Linked DNA regions of Sus scrofa: all the other regions are linked to region 1. Evidence: chromatin contacts called from public HiChIP or PLAC-seq data. All regions are on one chromosome and are shown on one strand. Each heading gives the region's core, a stretch centred on a gene start, on an enhancer-like site or on the middle of the called end of the contact. The rest is flanking DNA. Distances are from core to core; before and after follow the strand shown.

What was found. HiChIP or PLAC-seq counts read pairs in DNA pulled down with a chosen protein or histone mark.
Region 2: an H3K27ac HiChIP or PLAC-seq map of skeletal muscle shows a contact between it and region 1. The contact joins two enhancer-like sites. A contact is called at or near these places in 2 of 2 datasets of contacts at active chromatin or transcription factors (alveolar macrophages and skeletal muscle).
Region 3: a contact with region 1 is called in an H3K27ac HiChIP or PLAC-seq map of skeletal muscle. The contact joins two enhancer-like sites. A contact is called at or near these places in 1 of 5 promoter capture datasets (liver), 2 of 47 Hi-C or Micro-C datasets (both in liver) and 2 of 2 datasets of contacts at active chromatin or transcription factors (alveolar macrophages and skeletal muscle).
Region 4: a contact with region 1 is called in an H3K27ac HiChIP or PLAC-seq map of skeletal muscle. The contact joins the promoter of DAAM1 here to the enhancer-like site in region 1. A contact is called at or near these places in 4 of 5 promoter capture datasets (fetal liver, fetal skeletal muscle and liver), 5 of 47 Hi-C or Micro-C datasets (heart right ventricle, omental adipose tissue, skeletal muscle and 1 more) and 2 of 2 datasets of contacts at active chromatin or transcription factors (alveolar macrophages and skeletal muscle).

Annotation. Positions count from the first base shown.
Region 1 is chr1:188,539,704-188,544,196 of Sscrofa11.1, reverse strand. All of the region lies in intron 2 of LOC102167425 (a long non-coding RNA gene), which reads left to right. Among named protein-coding and RNA genes, the nearest start is that of GPR135, 41 kb to the left of the region's middle. Within about 2 kb of position 1,481, at least 26 of the 83 cell types and tissues checked have an H3K27ac peak or open chromatin away from gene starts, as enhancers often do. A contact at or near this core is called in fetal skeletal muscle, liver, omental adipose tissue and 2 more, where this site is marked.
Region 2 is chr1:188,364,945-188,369,145 of Sscrofa11.1, reverse strand. The region is part of intron 1 of DAAM1 (disheveled-associated activator of morphogenesis 1); the gene reads right to left. Among named protein-coding and RNA genes, the nearest start is that of DAAM1, 32 kb to the right of the region's middle. Within about 2 kb of position 2,950, at least 32 of the 83 cell types and tissues checked have an H3K27ac peak or open chromatin away from gene starts, as enhancers often do. A contact at or near this core is called in skeletal muscle, where this site is marked.
Region 3 is chr1:188,391,473-188,395,865 of Sscrofa11.1, reverse strand. The region is part of intron 1 of DAAM1 (disheveled-associated activator of morphogenesis 1); the gene reads right to left. Among named protein-coding and RNA genes, the nearest start is that of DAAM1, 58 kb to the right of the region's middle. Within about 2 kb of position 1,310, at least 38 of the 83 cell types and tissues checked have an H3K27ac peak or open chromatin away from gene starts, as enhancers often do. A contact at or near this core is called in liver and skeletal muscle, where this site is marked.
Region 4 is chr1:188,332,891-188,336,924 of Sscrofa11.1, reverse strand. DAAM1 (disheveled-associated activator of morphogenesis 1) reads right to left here and starts at 1,590. Exons shown (of 25, transcript XM_021102694.1): 1 at 1,442-1,590.

The sequences.
Region 1 (4,493 bases), core at 232-2,731:
TGTGCCTTGTTTAGGATCACAGTGCTCTGTCTAGCAACTAAGCAATTAAAAATGACACAAAGGAAGAAAGGACATCTTACTGAAAGGTTGGCTTTTGACGTTACTTGGTTTGTACTTCTGAAAAACATAGATGCTTTCGTAGATAATTAGTGGAAACAGTTGTTGACCAGCTGACTCTTCTCTAAGTCAGAGGTGACTTATTACCCAGTTCATGTTTTGGCCAGAGAATTACGTAGTGATATGGGCCACACAATGGACTCTCTTCTATGTATGTGGTTGTAATATTAACTAATATTAAGTAACCCTCTGTTTATCAGTTACGAAATCTGAGGGTGTTCAACATTGAAAAGCAGTCAAAATGATAAGACCTAGCCATTCCACTCCATAGCAAATATGTGAAAATGCACATGCACACACAGAAACTTGTGCAGCATTATTCATAATTTGCCCCTTAAGGTGGAAACAATCCAATGCCTATCAATTGATGAAGGGATAAACAAAATATAGCAGTATCTATACAATTAAGTATTATTCAGGAATAAAAAGGAATAAAATTCTGATATACACTATAACATGGATGAACTCTGAAAACTTGTAAGTGAAAGAAGCCAGTCACAAAAGACCATATGATGTGTAATTGCATTTATATGAAATGTCCAGAATAGGAAAATCCATAGACACAGAGTTGCATAGTGGTTGCCTAGCACTGGAAGGGAGAGGAATGGGGGAGTTAGGGAGTGATTGCTAAAGGGTGTAGGGATTCTTTTTGGAGGAATTAAAATATTCTAAAATTGATGGTGGTTATGGTTGCACAGTTTTGTGAATATACTTAAGCCGTTGAATTGTACACTGCAAATGATTGAATTATATCTCAACAAATCTGTTATTTTAAAAGGCTGCCAAAATGATTTCAAGGATTATCATGGGATGACCACACATGCTAGTCAACCATTTAAAACTCTGTAATAAAAAAAAGAAATTCAACATTTCAATAGGCACCTATCAAACTTCTGTAAACAGATTATAAGGAAGTAGAAGAGATGAAAGGGAAAAAAGTGTTTGGTTCTTTGTGCCGTGCTCTGGGACATTTTACTTGGAGCAAGGATTATGCTTTTGTTTCTATCAGTCAGGAAATACTTTTTCAAAAATGCTTTTTCATCTTCTATATCTCGAAAAGGCAAAAATGAATATTTTATCATTTGGATCCTGGGGAACTTTTATTTTTAGCTTTAGGAATAATTTTAAAAGGCAAGTAACACAAATGAGCATTTTTATCCAGATAGATATACTTGTTTTAACACAAACAGTTTTAAACTTATCTAAGAGTGTTTAGCAACTGAGCTATACATGGAAACTATTTTTTTAAAAAAAGGAAGAAAGCAAGCAGCAGTGATCTTAATGACTATTACGTACTCCCAGCCAGCTGAGACTTGACAGAACATTGGACTATGGAAACCCTCTAAGTGAAGAACATGGGAAATAGTCTATAAATAGGAAGAATATCAGTTATTCGCCAAAACACACAGATTCTGGGGTGACCACACAGACAGGAGTCGGAACGGCATCAGGATTTCTGACAAGCAGAATGAGCCTTGGACACGCAGATGGCAATAAAGATATTAAGTTCTCCTGAGCAGATGTTAGGGGCTCCCTTAGACTTCACCTCTGCCTTGGTCCTTTTCCAGCTCTGCAGAGGGGGAAAGCTGAGCCTGGGAAGAGGGGAAGGCGGCAGGGTGAGGCGGGGCTTTGGCTCCAGTGCTGGGCTCCCTGTGCTTTCAAAGCCAGCGCACGTGAAGGGAGTTGGCAGGGACCCTCTGCTTGCATCAGAGACGCCGAAAGTCTGGAGAGTCTGGAGGACCCCAGGCCATTGTCCACAGAGCAGCATGGTTCTGTCTTGTTCACCATCCAGAGGAGGGTGCCTGTGTCCACTTGAGTTTCTCCCAACAAACTTACGCTCAAGTCCCTCTGAGGTTCTCGTCATTTCCAAATGTCCTTGATCTGATCTTTCTGTGTCTGGGCACATACCATTCCCTTGAGTCAGAATTTCCCTCCTACTCATCCTTTCAAACTCACCTTCTCTGCAGAGCCTGCCCAGCTCCCTCAAGCACAACTCGTCAGCTCCACCTCTGTCCTCCCCAAGCCCCCCACCCCCAACACAGTCCTGGTTCTCCAGCCCCAGACAGTCAGAGTCTCAAGGATTACGTCTATATTTTTAATGCTTTATCACTTAGCATGTCTGGTATATAGTTAGTACTTAATAAATGTTTGTTAAATTCCACCAGATTGAGATTCTGATAGGCAGCCTGAGAAGAGGGGTGACTAAACCAGCTGCTTGGCCCAGCAAGAGCTCTGTGTGTGTGTGTGTGTGTGTGTACGTGTTATGCTAAAGGATTGTTAAACTGAATAGCCAAAACTGACTACCTCTCATGGGAGTATTCTAGGCAGCAGTTTAGTTTTCTGGGGTGGCTGTGACAAAGTGCTGCAGGCTGGGTGGCTTAAGTGACAACAGTGTACTTTGTTCCTTCTCATTCTGGAGGCTAGACTGAGTCCAAGCACTGCAGGGTTGGTTTCATCCCAGGGCCTCTCCTTGGCTTCTAGGCAGCTGTCTTCTCCTTCTGTCTTCACAGGGCCTTTCCCGGGTGAATCCTCATCCTAATCCCCTCTTCTTACCAGTCTTACTGGGTTAGGGCCCACCCCCCGGGACCTCATTTAACCTTAACTTCCTCTTTAAAGACCATGTCTCCAAATACAGTCACATTTGGAGGTATTTGGGGTGGGGACTTGCACATAAGAATTTTGAAGGGTTGTAATTCAGCCCAAAGAAGTGGGTAACCACCTACTTTGCCTGAGGTTAAAACTGGTGCCTTGGACATCAGTCCTGTAAACTCTGTATCTCCCTTGAACTTGAATTCAGATGGAGGCAGTGTTGACAGACCCTTCAAGCGCCCATTTAGAGGATAATTAGAAGTGGCAAGTGGGAAGGCTAGACGCTACCGCAGATTTTCTTTTTGCTCTTCTCCATGCTGCACAGGCTATGGGGAGCCCTAGCCTGAGGACCTTTCATGGGATGTCAGGAGGCACCTGGCCTCTGACTCTACTACAGCCTTTATTTCACAAGCTGCTTTTATGCCACAAAAGAATGTGTCATCCCAAGTCTATGCCAACATTTGCTGTCATGGCTTTCTGCAGGGTACCACCCAGCACGAAACCAGTTTAGTGCTCATGCATGAGCCTGGAGAGGGAAAGACCAGCAGAGGGCTCTGTACTGTCCTGAAGAACTTAAACTGTGAACAGCTAAAGGCATCTAGCATCAGCGCTGGACTGAAAGTTAGGCTGGTCATAGCACATTATGCAAGGAGTTGTGCCTCCAAGGGCAGGTGTCCTTTCAACACTAGAACAAAATCCTTATAATACAGTGACATGGTGCAGAGTGGATTCCTCCTGGAGAGAGTAATACTGAAGTAATTTCCTGAGCTAAGTCTGGGTTTAGAGGGTTGCCATCCCAGAAATGCTCTTCCACTCCTCTTGTGGATATTTCCCCAAGTGAGGTTCTAGGCCACTGATGCCAGACTCACCTGGGGTTCTTAAAACTAAGATCCTATGCACTTTACCATGACTGAATTGGGGTCTCTGGGTGGACCGAGGAAATGGAGTTTTAATTTTTGCCTGTGTTATTCCTACTCAAAAACTAACGTGGGAACCGGCGGTATAGTAACTGCCTGGAAATTAGGAGAGGTGCTGCCAGGTAAGTGGTTATGCTTGGACTGTGGCCTCATGATCCACTCAGCCTTCCCACAGGTGTGGCTCCCTGGGGCTTAGGGAGACTGAGAGTCACGAAGTCTAGGTACCAAGGACCCAGCTTCTGATTCACCCTCTGGGGCTCTGCCCACAACTCCAGTTTCTCTCTCTTCCTGATCCCTTTGTTCTGCGAAGTCACAGCTCAGATCACCCCTAATTTAAAAAAGAGACGTGTCTAAAAGTTTTCTAATCCGGAAATTACTCAATGTCAATGATGCATTCAGTCCAGGGAACCATTGTGCCCAGCTGCTGGGAGTGTAAACAGGTAACCTCCCTTTCCAGAGGGCATTTTGGCAAATATGTCATGAGACACTATGAATCCTATCTCCAGGAATGAACCCCAAGGGCAAAATGAGAGATCCTGTCAAAGACTTGTATGTAAGGATATTCATCAGAGCCTTATTTATAATAGTGACAAATGTTCACTATAGGAAACTTGTCAAATTCATAAAATTAAAATATTGAGAGTTATTTAAAATCCTGCTGTCACAAAACATCTAACAGATAAAAATATATTAAGTTTAAAATAAAAGGTGAAGATTTCTCTATGTATATAATTCCAGTTCTCCAATTCTCCTTCCCTCACCACCCCCCACAATATCTATCACTATATGAAGAGAAATATATTTAGCTGTTAAAAATGATTATCTTTAGGTCAGGGGTTTCCACAGGGAGATAAAAGGGTAGGAATCCCA
Region 2 (4,201 bases), core at 1,701-4,200, 180 kb after region 1:
ATGTTCATGAACACACAGAAGACATTGGCACTAACTCTCAGCTAGGTCTAAGACCCAGTTCTAGGAAGCAGAAATCCCAATTTCCTAGACTTTAAGTCAGAGTTTTATTCTTGGAGGAAAGAGTATTATATAAGTCTACATACAAACTTACTGTGGACTAAAAAGGAGCCAAAAGCCAGCCGATCTTCTATGTTCTATCTCTGTCCAACAGAGCAGCCACTAGTCAAGTGTGGCTAACGAGAGTCTGAAATGTGGCCACTGTTAACTGTGTTCCTTCTAAGGTTGGCATTCAGTAGTGATGGTGCCTATCTCAAAATTATAACTAAACTTCTCTCTAAAGTTTTTTCACTTAGGCCAAGTGTGCAGGACAGGAATTTAACACTCCACCACCACCCCTCCCTCATCATCCTATCTTCAGAAACTCTGTTGGTGAGGTGTGAAGATTTTGTTTGTTTGTTTCTTTCTTTTTAGGGCCAAACCTGCAGCATATGGAAGATCCCAGGCTAAGGGTCGAATCGGAGCTGCAGCTACCAGCCTACATCACAGCCACAGCAACACCAGATCCAAGTTGGGTCTGCAGTGCCAGATCCTTACTCCACTGAACGAGGCCAGGGATTGAACCCAAGCACCCTCATGAATACTAGTCGGGTTCATTACTGCTGAGCCACAACAGGAACTCTTTTCTATTAAATACTGTTTTCCTGCAGGAGGGAAAAATCTACTCCATAGCACTTAGCCAGTTCTTGGCATAATCCCTGAGGAGACCTGGCATGCTGTAAAAGCATCCAGGTCCCTGTTCCCTGTTGTCTCCCAGGACAAGCAAGAGCATTCTCAATTCTTGTTACAGCACTTCAAGAAGCAGCTCTGAATTCTCTTCTTCATGAAGGATCACTCCTTCTTTGTTCTTTTGTTATTTCACATCTGCTGATAAACAGCCACATATGGTTGGCCGCTACCTTACTGGACAGCATAGGACATGTTTTATTTAGAAGAATCCGCCCTCAGACTTCCCCCCATAACTCCAGTTATAAGCCACGCTGATGTAATCAGAAGCCCATCAAAGGTGAAAATGTCACAGAGAGATAAAAGGATGATGTTCTGTAGATAAGCTGTAATGCAGAGAAATCCACTCATGATCCTGAGGATGAAGGGAGCTGTATGAAGTGCTGTGGTGACTGACGCTTGATCAGCCTTACTGCCTCAGCCATCAGTCAAACACGCTCACAGGGGCTGGACCTGAGGCCTGGTATATCACACAGGCTGCTTCTCTGGGTCCACTATGGTGAGTAACAAAAAAAGGTGCATATACTGTTTGGAAAGAACCAGTTTTCCACCCTCTACCTGCATGAGAAGCAGCCTTTTTTAGACAGTTCTATTTCTCCCAAGACTAGGTCACACACAATGTCAAATGAACTAATGTGTATCAAAGATCGGTTTTAAAACTTTTTTAACTGCTGGAAACTCCTATTTGGGGGAGTTTGGGAAAGTATCATGAACTCTGAATCCAGTCAAAGCACTGGCTAGACCAAAAACAAGTCAAAAGAAATATGTAAGTATTGTATATATTTAGAATTCAATTATTTATAGCACCAATTGAAGTTATTAAGCTAGACACATTAATTACTGCAGAAATTACACAACGGGCTCTCCAATAGAAAAAATACATCAACTGTTATTCTAACAAAGTATTCTAATGCTTCATGGAAATGTGAAATTGACCCTTAAAATGGATGTACTTAAAATCTTTCTTTCCTAATCTATGACACTGGGGCTTAAAAGAACGGGTAGACAATTTCCACCAATGTAATAAATAGACAGCTGTCCAGGAGTTCCCGTTTTGGCTCAGTGTTAATGAACCCGACTAATAGCCATGAGGACATGGGCCCCACTCAGTGGGTTAAGGATCCAGCATTGTTGTGCGCAGTGGTATAGGTCACAGACACAGCTCAGATCCTGAGTTGCCATGTCTGTGGCTTAGGCCAGCAGCTGCAGCTCCAATTTAACCCCTAGCCTGGGAACTTCCATATACCCCATATGTGGCCCTAAAAAAAAAAAAAAAAAAAAAAAAAAGACAGCTGTCCAAAATCCACACTCCACCCCCCCCCCAACTGCCACATATAGGTACATACCTACAACCTCATTTTCAAGGAAGCAAGTTCTTGATTTGACAGAGATAATATAAGACATTGAAGTAACGTGCCTGAGGTGGGTAGTGTTTAATGAGGGGAAAAGAACCTGACTTCCTTTCCTGATTTGAGCAAGGCATTTCAGGGGGGGGACTCTGGGAAGTCAAAGGAAGATGACTAGCCAGTGCTTAAGGAGGAGACGGCCAGCTAAACCAGGCCTGGAGAGGCCCCAGGGACCAACACCAGCTTCTAGACACTACCTGGATGTAGGGAGCCCTACCCACAAGGAGAGTAACAGAGGCTCATGCTGAGTGTGTTAATGAAAATCTGGAGGGAATCTACCCTTGCAACCATGATTCATAATGTTCTTTTCTGTGAGAAAATAAATGGGGGTGGAGGGGTGGTTAACAGCCATTATTTGCCACAGCCTGGGGCTCCTCTCTGGTTTCCTATTTCAGTTACCTGAATCAAAAAATATATACCCTTTTCTGGGAAAAGAAAAAAATAGGGGGAACGTGAGAAAGGTGGACATAGGTTTCAGCAGGCAAAAAAATCTGGTTGCCAATGTATGACCAAAAGTAACCACTGCCAGAAGACAGTGAGCGTTGTCAGTTCTGTGTACCAGAACTAGTAAGTGACCTTTCTTGGTGTTCCCTTCTCTGACTATTCCCTGATCCGGCTACACAGGGCAAAGGAGCTGGTATCTTGTCTTTGGCTGGTCTCCTGGGCCATGTCCAAGACCTCCGGACTTGCCTGCTCACTGCCATGGTGGATTACGAAAGGCCTTATTATCCTGAGCTCAGACAGAGCAAACACAAACACCCCCGCCTGGGGCAGGCCTATAACAAACCTGAGAAGCTGCAGTCTGCAGAAAGCATGGTCTGGGGCAGGCCTGCCAACGGCCCGAGCCAGCTGACCAGCATCCAGTCATCACTTCTTTTCCAAATACCAACTGAACAAACCTTGATTCAGCTCTTGTGTTACACTCTGGTGGAGAACAGCACAGAGGAAGCACCAAGAGAATGATTTTAGAGAAACTATTCTGGGCATGGACCAAGTACATCTTCCTGTGGAACTGTTAGTAACTCAGGGGTCCTTTGTGTTTGCTTGAACCTTCCAAGCCTAGCTGCAAAAAAGACATACTTCTTTTTTCTCCTCAGGGAGAATAAAAGTAGGAAAGTAAAATTACTGGTAATGTCATATCCAGTCAAACAGGAAGGTTTGTAGGCTCTAGGCTGAAAGGTTTCCAAAGCTACACTCAGCCAATCTGAAAATAATTTATTTGATTTTCATTTGTTTCATTTCCTCCAAAGTTACCATTCAGCTTCCGACTCCCCCACCCACCAAGACAAGAGGAAACATTCAGTAAACACAACAAAAAAAGTGTTTAAGAAACATTTGAACTGTGGAAAACTGGAAACTTCGTTCGCTGCTGGGGGGAATATAAAATGGTACAGCCACTTTGGAAAACATTTTGGCAGTTTCTCAAAGTGTTAAACATAAGAGTCTCCATATGACCTGGCAATTCACACTTTCAGGTATTTACCCAAGAGAACTGAAAACATATGTTCACAGAAAAACTTGTACATGAACGCTGACAGGAGCACTGTTCATAATAACCACAGAATGCAAACAACCTAAACATCCATAAATAAACAAAATGTGGTGTATCCACTAAATGGAGTATTATTTGGCAATAAAAAAGGATTAAGTACTGATACATGCTATGACATGGATGAAGCCTTGAAACCATTATACTAAATGAAAGAAGCCAGTCACACAAGATTATACATTTTATGACCTCATTTATATTAAAAGTCCTGAAGAGGCCAATCCATATAGACAGAAAGCAGATTAATAGTTGCCCAAGATGGAGATGGGAAAGGGGGTTGGATAGGGTACAGAGATTACAGCCAATGCCTATGCAGTTACTCTTTGGAGAGCTGAAAATGCTTTCGAATTAGATTGTGGTGATGGTTACACAAGGCTATGGATAAACAATGAATTGTAAAAAAAAAAAAAAAAAAAAAATTAACTGTACTCTAAAACAAGTGATTATATAGGTGAAATGCCTC
Region 3 (4,393 bases), core at 61-2,560, 150 kb after region 1:
ACATACATCATTCTAAGAGGCTCATCAGGAACTTAGGCCACACATTTATAGGACGGCTGTCCAGACTAAGGGATTCGCTCACTGGCCACGTTACCAAAGTTTTCCTCTAACCAAAGGAGGTATAGAGAAAACAGCTTACATGCTGGAGAAAGGGAAAGAAGGAGACGGTGAGTTAAACAGTTGAGCATTTCTGCATGGACCACAAAGTGCAGTGGGGCCCAAATATGTTGTGCCCCACGTCTATTATTTTAATGTTGACAGCATTTCACATTGCATCCTCCAATTATAATTTCACCACTAAAATACTGTCATTGTTGCTTTATTATCAATTTCTCTGGAATTTCTGAAACAACGTCACAGACACAAAAAAGAAGGATAGGAAAGAAAATTATGCCACAAGAGCAACTTGAAAGAGAAAGACTGGGGGAACCCTGAGTTTTAATCACCAAACCTATTGTTTTCAGAGCTACAATTTACTTCATGTTTTGCCTTTTTCCAAAGGGCCGTGGCATATGATTTGGGTTTCAACAACATGTTACTGTGAACCCAAATTCTCTTATCAAGAAGAATGTGAAAGGAAAAAATTGCTTTGCTTCTTTCCTTGGCCATCTCTCTCCCCTCTCACATTCCTCATGTCTGGTTTCATTTCCCAAGCACACCAGATGCCAAATACTATTTGGAGTTTTAAAAACTGATGGGATGCAGTCTAAAGGCTGTAGGAGAAGCATTTGAAAGGGAATGCGTTTTCCCCGTAAGTTTCAACATCCTTTCCATCAGGAAACGGAAAGGGCATTTCTCAGTAAGTGTGTCCAGTGGAGGGATAGCCCTTCCCATACACTTGGTCACCAAAGGATGTTCTAATAGAGCACTTCTTGGGGTGGCTCCTGGAAATTCATCCAGTGGGTCTTTTCAACACAGTGACTGTTCTTTTAGTTATCTATCTATCTATCTTTTTAGGGCCACGCCAGTGCATATGGAAGTTCCCAGGCTAGACACCACAGCCACAGTAATGCAGGATCCAAGAGGCATCTGCGACCTCACAGCTCACCGCAATGTTAGATCCTTAATCCACTGAGTGAGGCCAGGGATTGAACCTGCATCCTCACGGATACTAGCAGGGTTCGTTACCACGAGCCAGAACAGGAACTCCTGCAGAGACTTTTCCAATGCAAGAGAACAGTGAGGGCATGCCACCATCAACAGGGACACTAAAACCCAAACATTCAAAAGAGCTACTGGCACCCGGAAACACTTCCTGCTCCACTGTCTAAGCAGGGCAGCAGAAGCAAAGTACACTCCCTCCCCTAGTGTTTGCCTGCATCATCGCAGGCCAGGGTTGGGGGGCAGGGGAGGGGGGGCTGCAAAGTGGAAGCCAGAATCAGCCCCTTCCTTTCCCACTTCCTCCCAAGATAAGGGAGGAAGGAACCCAAGTGGAGTCCATGCACACCCTTGAGCCAGAACAAGCCTTCGCCAGCACATAATTAACAGACTTGTTCCAGGCCACAGACCCTGCCAGAAAATAGCCCCTCCTCACATAAAGAGCAGAGGAGGGGGCCTCTGGGTCTTCACCCTGAAAAGCTGGCAACAGCAGTTCTGTCATGACTCAGTACTTTTGCTGTGGGTTTAGGCATAAATCCCTAAAGCCAATATAACACAGTTCTCGGGAGTCAGGACGTTTGTGCTGATCATGTGACAGAAACCAGTGTGGAAGCCAGGACATCTCGTCTAGATCATCTGGGAGAAGAGCCAAACCAAGTGTCACTGGAGCTCCCCAGCAAAGCATGGCCACACCAGGGGGCCTGTGCCCTCAGCCTGCTGACCTGTGGCTGGTCTCTGAACAAAGTCAATAAACAAATTTAAACCCAAGCTGAAAGAAATGCAAATAATTTTCCCGTTTGGGTTTCTAACTCCCTACCTTAGGGATCCACTCAAATTCTATAATGACAAATTGAAATGTGTGGGTTACACAAACATAAGAAGCCACAACTCAATGGCCAGCTTTGTCACATCAAAGCTCTCACTCTCCCAAGAGGCCAAGTTTTGTCCTTTAACAAATATGTAAAAGAACCGCAACTTTCCTTGGATGATGTTCAAAGAATGGACCAATTGAGTATTACTTATTGTTCCCCTGAAAATTTTATTAAATTTAAGTATGTTTTAAAATACTGAAAGAAGATGTTCTGAGTTACATAAGTATTTTCAAATAAATACTTTTCTCCTTATTTGGGAATGGGGGTTGTGGGGGAGAGTGGTGACTTTCCTGAATCACCTAGCAACTCTTTCAGGAAGGATATGACAGTAGGACATCACAGCCACCAGAAGAGTCACTGTACATTGTAAGACACTAGCAATCAAATCACCCATAGTCTACCTGCGCTGGTCCTCTGCTGACCCACCTGATATAACACCTAAAACTAGAATCCTCACCACTACTGATCAATGTGGTGCCTCTTAAACTGTCTCCCCACCAACATGACCACGATTTAGGTACTTAAGGTTTTAGATATTGCCAAACAAGCTGCCAACTCTTTGGTGCCGTTCACACAGAAAATTCAAATGACATTAAAAAGATAATGTCTAAAAAGAAACACACTAGTAAGCATTTTTTGGAAGCTCCTTATAACTGAATTCATTCTGGCAAATTCTGAGAGAGAAGAGGGTGAACAGATACATATAGTTGACCCTTGAACAACAAGGGGGTGAGGTATTCTGATTCTCTCTGTAGCCAAAAATCCACATATAACTTCTAGTCAGTTCCTCCTATATCCATGGTTCTGCATCCAAAAATTCAACCAACTGCAGATCGCTTAGTAGGACTGCAGCACTCACTGTTGAAAGAATCTGCAGAGAAGTGGACTTGCTCAGTTCAAACCCATGTTGTTCAAGGGCCAAGTGTATTTGGATTGAACAACTGTGTTTTCCAAATGTTAGAGCCAAGTTTAGTGTGATGGAAGATAAACAGGGGTACTCTAGGCCAAGGCCTCACGACACATACTCCTGGTAATGCAGAAGTCCCTCTCTCCAGGGAGGCCACAAGAGTGGTCCCCTGGGAAAGTGAGCACTGCTACTGACCCTCACAGCCACTAATCAGATGCTGTTCAGTCTCCTCCCTTCTCAAAAAGTACAACTACATTTTACCACCAAGGCCAAGTTGGTATAATTTTAATTTCTCCACAGGCCTCTACAAATAATACTGAGGCCTGACATCTCAGGGAAACTACAGTTCTCTGGACTGAAAATAAAGAAACAAACACTGGCCCAGAGGGATTTGTATGTTCATGGTTACTGAAAGCAAATCTTAAAACTATCTGATTACCTTCCTCTTTTCAGTTCTTCTAGCTACTTTTATGCCAAGATTACTTTATTGTAATTGCAACAAGAGAAAATAAAACAAAAGACCCAGCAGAAAAAAAAAATTCTGGGTTAAAATTAGCCTCACTTGCTGGTAACAACCAAGAAACTCCCATCTTTCTCACAACATATGTAGCTTTTCAGTTGGGGAAAGCTGATGAGCAGATACAATATGACAAGCAGCCATGGAGTCGTGACCCTGGGTTCAAATGGTTCAAATACCAGTTCTAACCCTTCTACTGGTGAGTGGCTTTAAAAAAAAAAAAAAAAAAAAAAAAAGACTTCAGCATCCCGAAGTCCTCCATAAATGTCTGATGGATTTTTAAATGAACAAAACAAAGGGAAATGAGAACTATGTTAAAAAGCTGGAGGGGTGGATTTATATTTGTTTGCTACTGTTTGGTAGAAATATGTTAACCGGATTCCTTTCCCTGACATTCCTGTGTATATCAGCAGAACAAATTCCTGGAATGAAGCTGGTTTAATCTCTATAGGGCAGTTGTCACCACTAAATCAAGGGCTCTGCAGGTTAGTCAGCTTATCTGCAAATTGTGGGAAATTCTCTGAGGGTATGGGGGCAGTGTGGAAAAGGCATTAAAAAAAATTAGCCTCCTATATATTTTGAAGCATTCTACAGGTTTACTATTTCAATCCAACTGCTTACAAGAAAACTACCACATAGCACACCCAACTGAGTCACCACTAGGATGCTGACATGTGCAACACTGACCTGATTCCCCTTCACATTTTCCTCAGTCACTGATCTCATCTATTTGTTATGCTACTTTCAACATCTGAAAGCATGTCATCTGCCCAGAAAGTCACTGAGAATTGGTCACCAAGGCAGAAAACCTACTGTAAGCACCCGGAGCCACTGGCTTTCACAGTTTTGCCTCAGAAAGAACATTCTGAACAAGTGTGGAGATAGCCACAGTTTGCCAACACAGATGTGAAAAATATTTATGCAAAGCTAAGTATGTGGTGATTCCTGAATTCACAATTAGAGTGTGGTGAGCTGTTTACTAGATAGATGCTGAGTCTC
Region 4 (4,034 bases), core at 341-2,840, 210 kb after region 1:
ACTGGCCACGCCCTCCCAGCTGCCCGCAGAGCCACATCGAATTGAAACAGCAGTGGGAGCAGTTAAGATTCCGACGGCAGGAGTCGCCATGGCAACGGGATTTGTCTTGCAGGCAAACTCCGCTTCAATTCACTAGGTCCTTCTCGAGCCTCAAGAAACTACCAGTTCAACGAGGGCAAAACGGCCACGCGTGGCGTTCTTTCTTGACGCTTTCCTGCGTAGGTGGAGATGGGGGGGTGGGAGATGGGGAACCAGGATTGGAGTGTATTCTATTTCTGGGCCCAGTGAAATATTTCATGGCAGCAAGAGACAGAACACTCCAACCACAGGCTGTGAGCAACTTGAGAACAGAGCCTTTAGCAAAGATTTGATGAATGAGTGAGTAAGGGAAAGAATAAGGGGGCTGGGAAAGGGAAATCCAGAGGACTTCACCGGCCTCGCTCAGGTGCCCGGTCGGAGAGCAAGAGGATCACAAGCATTTGGATTTTCACCACCAGCTGGGAAAACCGATTATCCACCGCTCTTGCCCCACTGCGAGTCTTATCGTTAGATTATTCCACACTCCGCACCGCTTTTCCACCTCCTAGCCCAGCGCTCCAGGCAGACGCTTCGTACCAGCTCAGGTGTTATTTGTCGAGGGAACCATCAGTGCAACGGGCATCAAGATGCCCCCTACCCAGAGGGATGCGAGGCGGGAGTGCTCTGCGGCGCTTGGAAACCAGTCAGCAGGCTGCGCAGCCTCCCCTCGCCGCTGTCCGACAACACCCCTCGCTCTTTCCGCAACGCGGTTTCCCTCTAGTCTCTCGTTTGAGATATTTAGCTCCCAACTTTACCTAAATTACAGTCACTTCATCCCTTTCGAATGAGTCTTGAGATTAGGGTGCCCGGGATGGTAGGGGTTCTGCTGGGATGAGTAAATGAGTCTCTCCTCCTCTGTCGCCACCTCTGAGTCCACCTAGCCTGCCTTGGGATTCTCCCCTCCCGGAGCCTCACCGGGCAGCAGCTCCCGACAGCAGCAATGTCCACAGCACCCAGCTGGGGCCACGACCCCCAGCGCCCCAGCCCCAGGGTGTCAGCAGCAAGGCGGCGAGTGGTACCCCGCCGGCTCTCTTGGCATCTGAGCGCCTCAGAAAGAAAGAAGGGAGGCACCCGCGTCCTCGGGGGCGCCTTTCTCCAGTCTCGCTTTGCTTTGTGCCGCGCTTGCAGCCATTTTCCCAAACCGAGCTTGGCAGCTGGAAGCTGTCTAGGTCCTGTTCCCACCCAGACCCAACCTGAAGGACGGGTTTAATATTTACCTACTGGCCCGGGAGCTCCGGGGAGGCAACGGGAGGGCGCGCCGCGAACCCAGCGCCGGGCCCGAAACAGCGAGCCCAACCCCACGCCACCGCGCGGTGCCACTTAATGAATGAGTGCAGCGAGCGACGCGGCACGTCCCCCTTACCTGAGCAGCCCCAGCATTCTGAAAAGGCGGTTCTGAGCTTCGGGTACAATGGGCTCCCTTAAACAGTTTCCTTCACAGCCGCTCGTAGGTTACCAACTCGCAGGTGACATCACCCTCTCCTCGCCTGATAGGATACAATGTGGCGCCCACTGCGCATGGACTCCCGGGTCGCTTCTGGGAGTTGTAGTTCGTGTTCCACAGGCAGAGCCCGGGTAAGTGCGATACCAGGGTTCTTGGAACTACACTTCCCGACACACTCCCGGCCTCTTCGTCCACGCCCCTAACCCCGCCCCCGCCTCGACCCGCCCCCCCCCGACCCGCCCTCCAGCCTTGCAGTGTTAGTCCGGGTAGTTCAGAAGCTGAGCTGAGGACGCAGCGGGTTGGGAGCAGGGGTTGCGGGTGGGAGGGGAAGTGGTATCCTTAGGTCGTGCTCTTTGACTTGACCTCCACTCGGCCCCATGCGGGCTCCGAGGAACCAGAGGGGTCCGGGACTAGTGCGCACTAGCCCCGCAGCTCTGAGCAACCTGGTTCCGTTGGCCCCGGCCGAAAAGAGAAGATTAAGCCCTTCACTGCCTCCCCTAGGCGTAGCAACTAATTAATTGGGTTAAACGCAGTCGAGGAATTACCCCACGACCCAGAGGAAGGCGGACGCGGACCCTGAAGGACAGAAATGCCCCTGTGCCCCACTTGGTACAAATCACCTCTCGGTCTTCTCTTTCCTTCTCCCATTTAACGGAGTCAGGGTGACCAACCAGATCTCTGGGAACAGCTTAGTCGCCTGAGCCGACAGAATAACCTAGGGTGTCGCTAATCAAAATGCTGTGCAACAGACTAGATAGTCGCCTCAACCCTCCGTCTGGGAGCCTGCTGCTGCTGCAGAGATAATACTATCGCGCAGCCATGCTTTTGTTCTTCCCTGCAGCAGACTTCCCGCTCGCTCATGGCTCCCAGGAAGACAACATCCTTGCCTAAAGTTTTAATAAATAAATATACGTATACATGTACTTTTAAATACACAACACTCTCAACTTGCATACCTTTCTCTTCAAATTTTTTAATGACCTAAGCGAAACAACATCATGCTGTTCAAGAACTGCTGTGATACTAATACACCTAAGTGTTTATTTAAAGATAAGATGTGCAGCAGAATTCTGAACCTTCAATAAAATTTTATTTTTAATATGTAAAAATTTGCCTTGGAACTTTTCATTATTCAATGAATATCAAACATTATAAAAAATTAACACTGGTAAATCTCTTGATGTGTTTCTAAATGAAAAAAAAAATCTTTACGTCTAGTTATTCCAGTTGTAAAGGTAAATTATAATGGCATTCGATGTCGTAATCACATATAAGGATCAGCTCACACCCTTATTTCTACAAGCAAAATCTCTAGAGACTACCTCTCATGAAAAGAAAGTTCACAATTAAGATTTCAAACAACTCTCCACCTAATTGTTGGTGAAAGTCTTCTTATTTCTCATATCATCCTGCAACAATAACTGGGGTTCAAGAGAAAAATATTCATGGATCTAGTTGAAGATCTCAGGAAAGAAGGAAAGGCTTTGTTTGCTGAGAGGGATTTTACTACTGAATTCTGCTTTTTCTTTTAACAAGCCAATTCCTTATAGCCCAGACACATTTTTCTCCACTGAGGGAAGATAACTTTGAATGTTGCTCTCCTGTTCTGAGCTATTCCATCCATTTCAAATATTGTCTTAAGTGGAACCTAGACAATACAAATGTTCCATTGGCCAACAGATCAAGAGTACAATCAGTGATATTCTAGCTAATGGGTAGACTTAATGCATTGCAGTTCATTGTGGGAAAAGATTCAGAAAGAAACTTGACCTGGGGTGAATCTAAAAGCTCTTCCAGTTCTGTAACTTTGTAGAGCTTTTAGAGGGAAATACAATCAGTGCGCCTGAAATGTATTGAGTCCAATTGGATGTGGAGATTCTTTATAAGTCAGGATTTAGACTTACAGATAAAAGTATATTATATTATTGTGGTACACTCTGAGGAGTAAGTTTATAGAATAAATCACCTTAGAGCAAGTTCTCTTGAGTCTTCAGTAATGAAGGAGAGGATGAAGTCTGCCTAAAGAAAAAATTCCATTCTCTGTAGCAATTAATATTATAGGGATGTGCCATGTTACATGTCCATATATAAAGGACATCATACACAATAGATAACAAGCACAGAAATGAGCAGATGTACACATGTGAAGCTGTTCTTCCTACTAAATAGATATAAATATAGATAATAAATATTGAAAGATAGGCATCGTTTGGAAGCATTTTGCTATGTGCGATGGATTTGAGCTTATCCCTGCACACTATTTTCATTGGTAACCAGGAGAAACAAAGATGGCTCTTCAGCACCAGAAATGCAGTCTGTGGTCCTGGGACTAGAGGAAGCTTAACAACATCTATGGAGACTGAAGGGAACACACTTCTCTCCCTCCCTCTCTCCCTCTCTCTCTCTCTCTCTCTCTCTCTCTCTCTCTCTCTCTCTCTCTCTCACACACACACACACACACACACACACACACACACACACATTCACAGACATTTATTGTGTGTGTATTTCT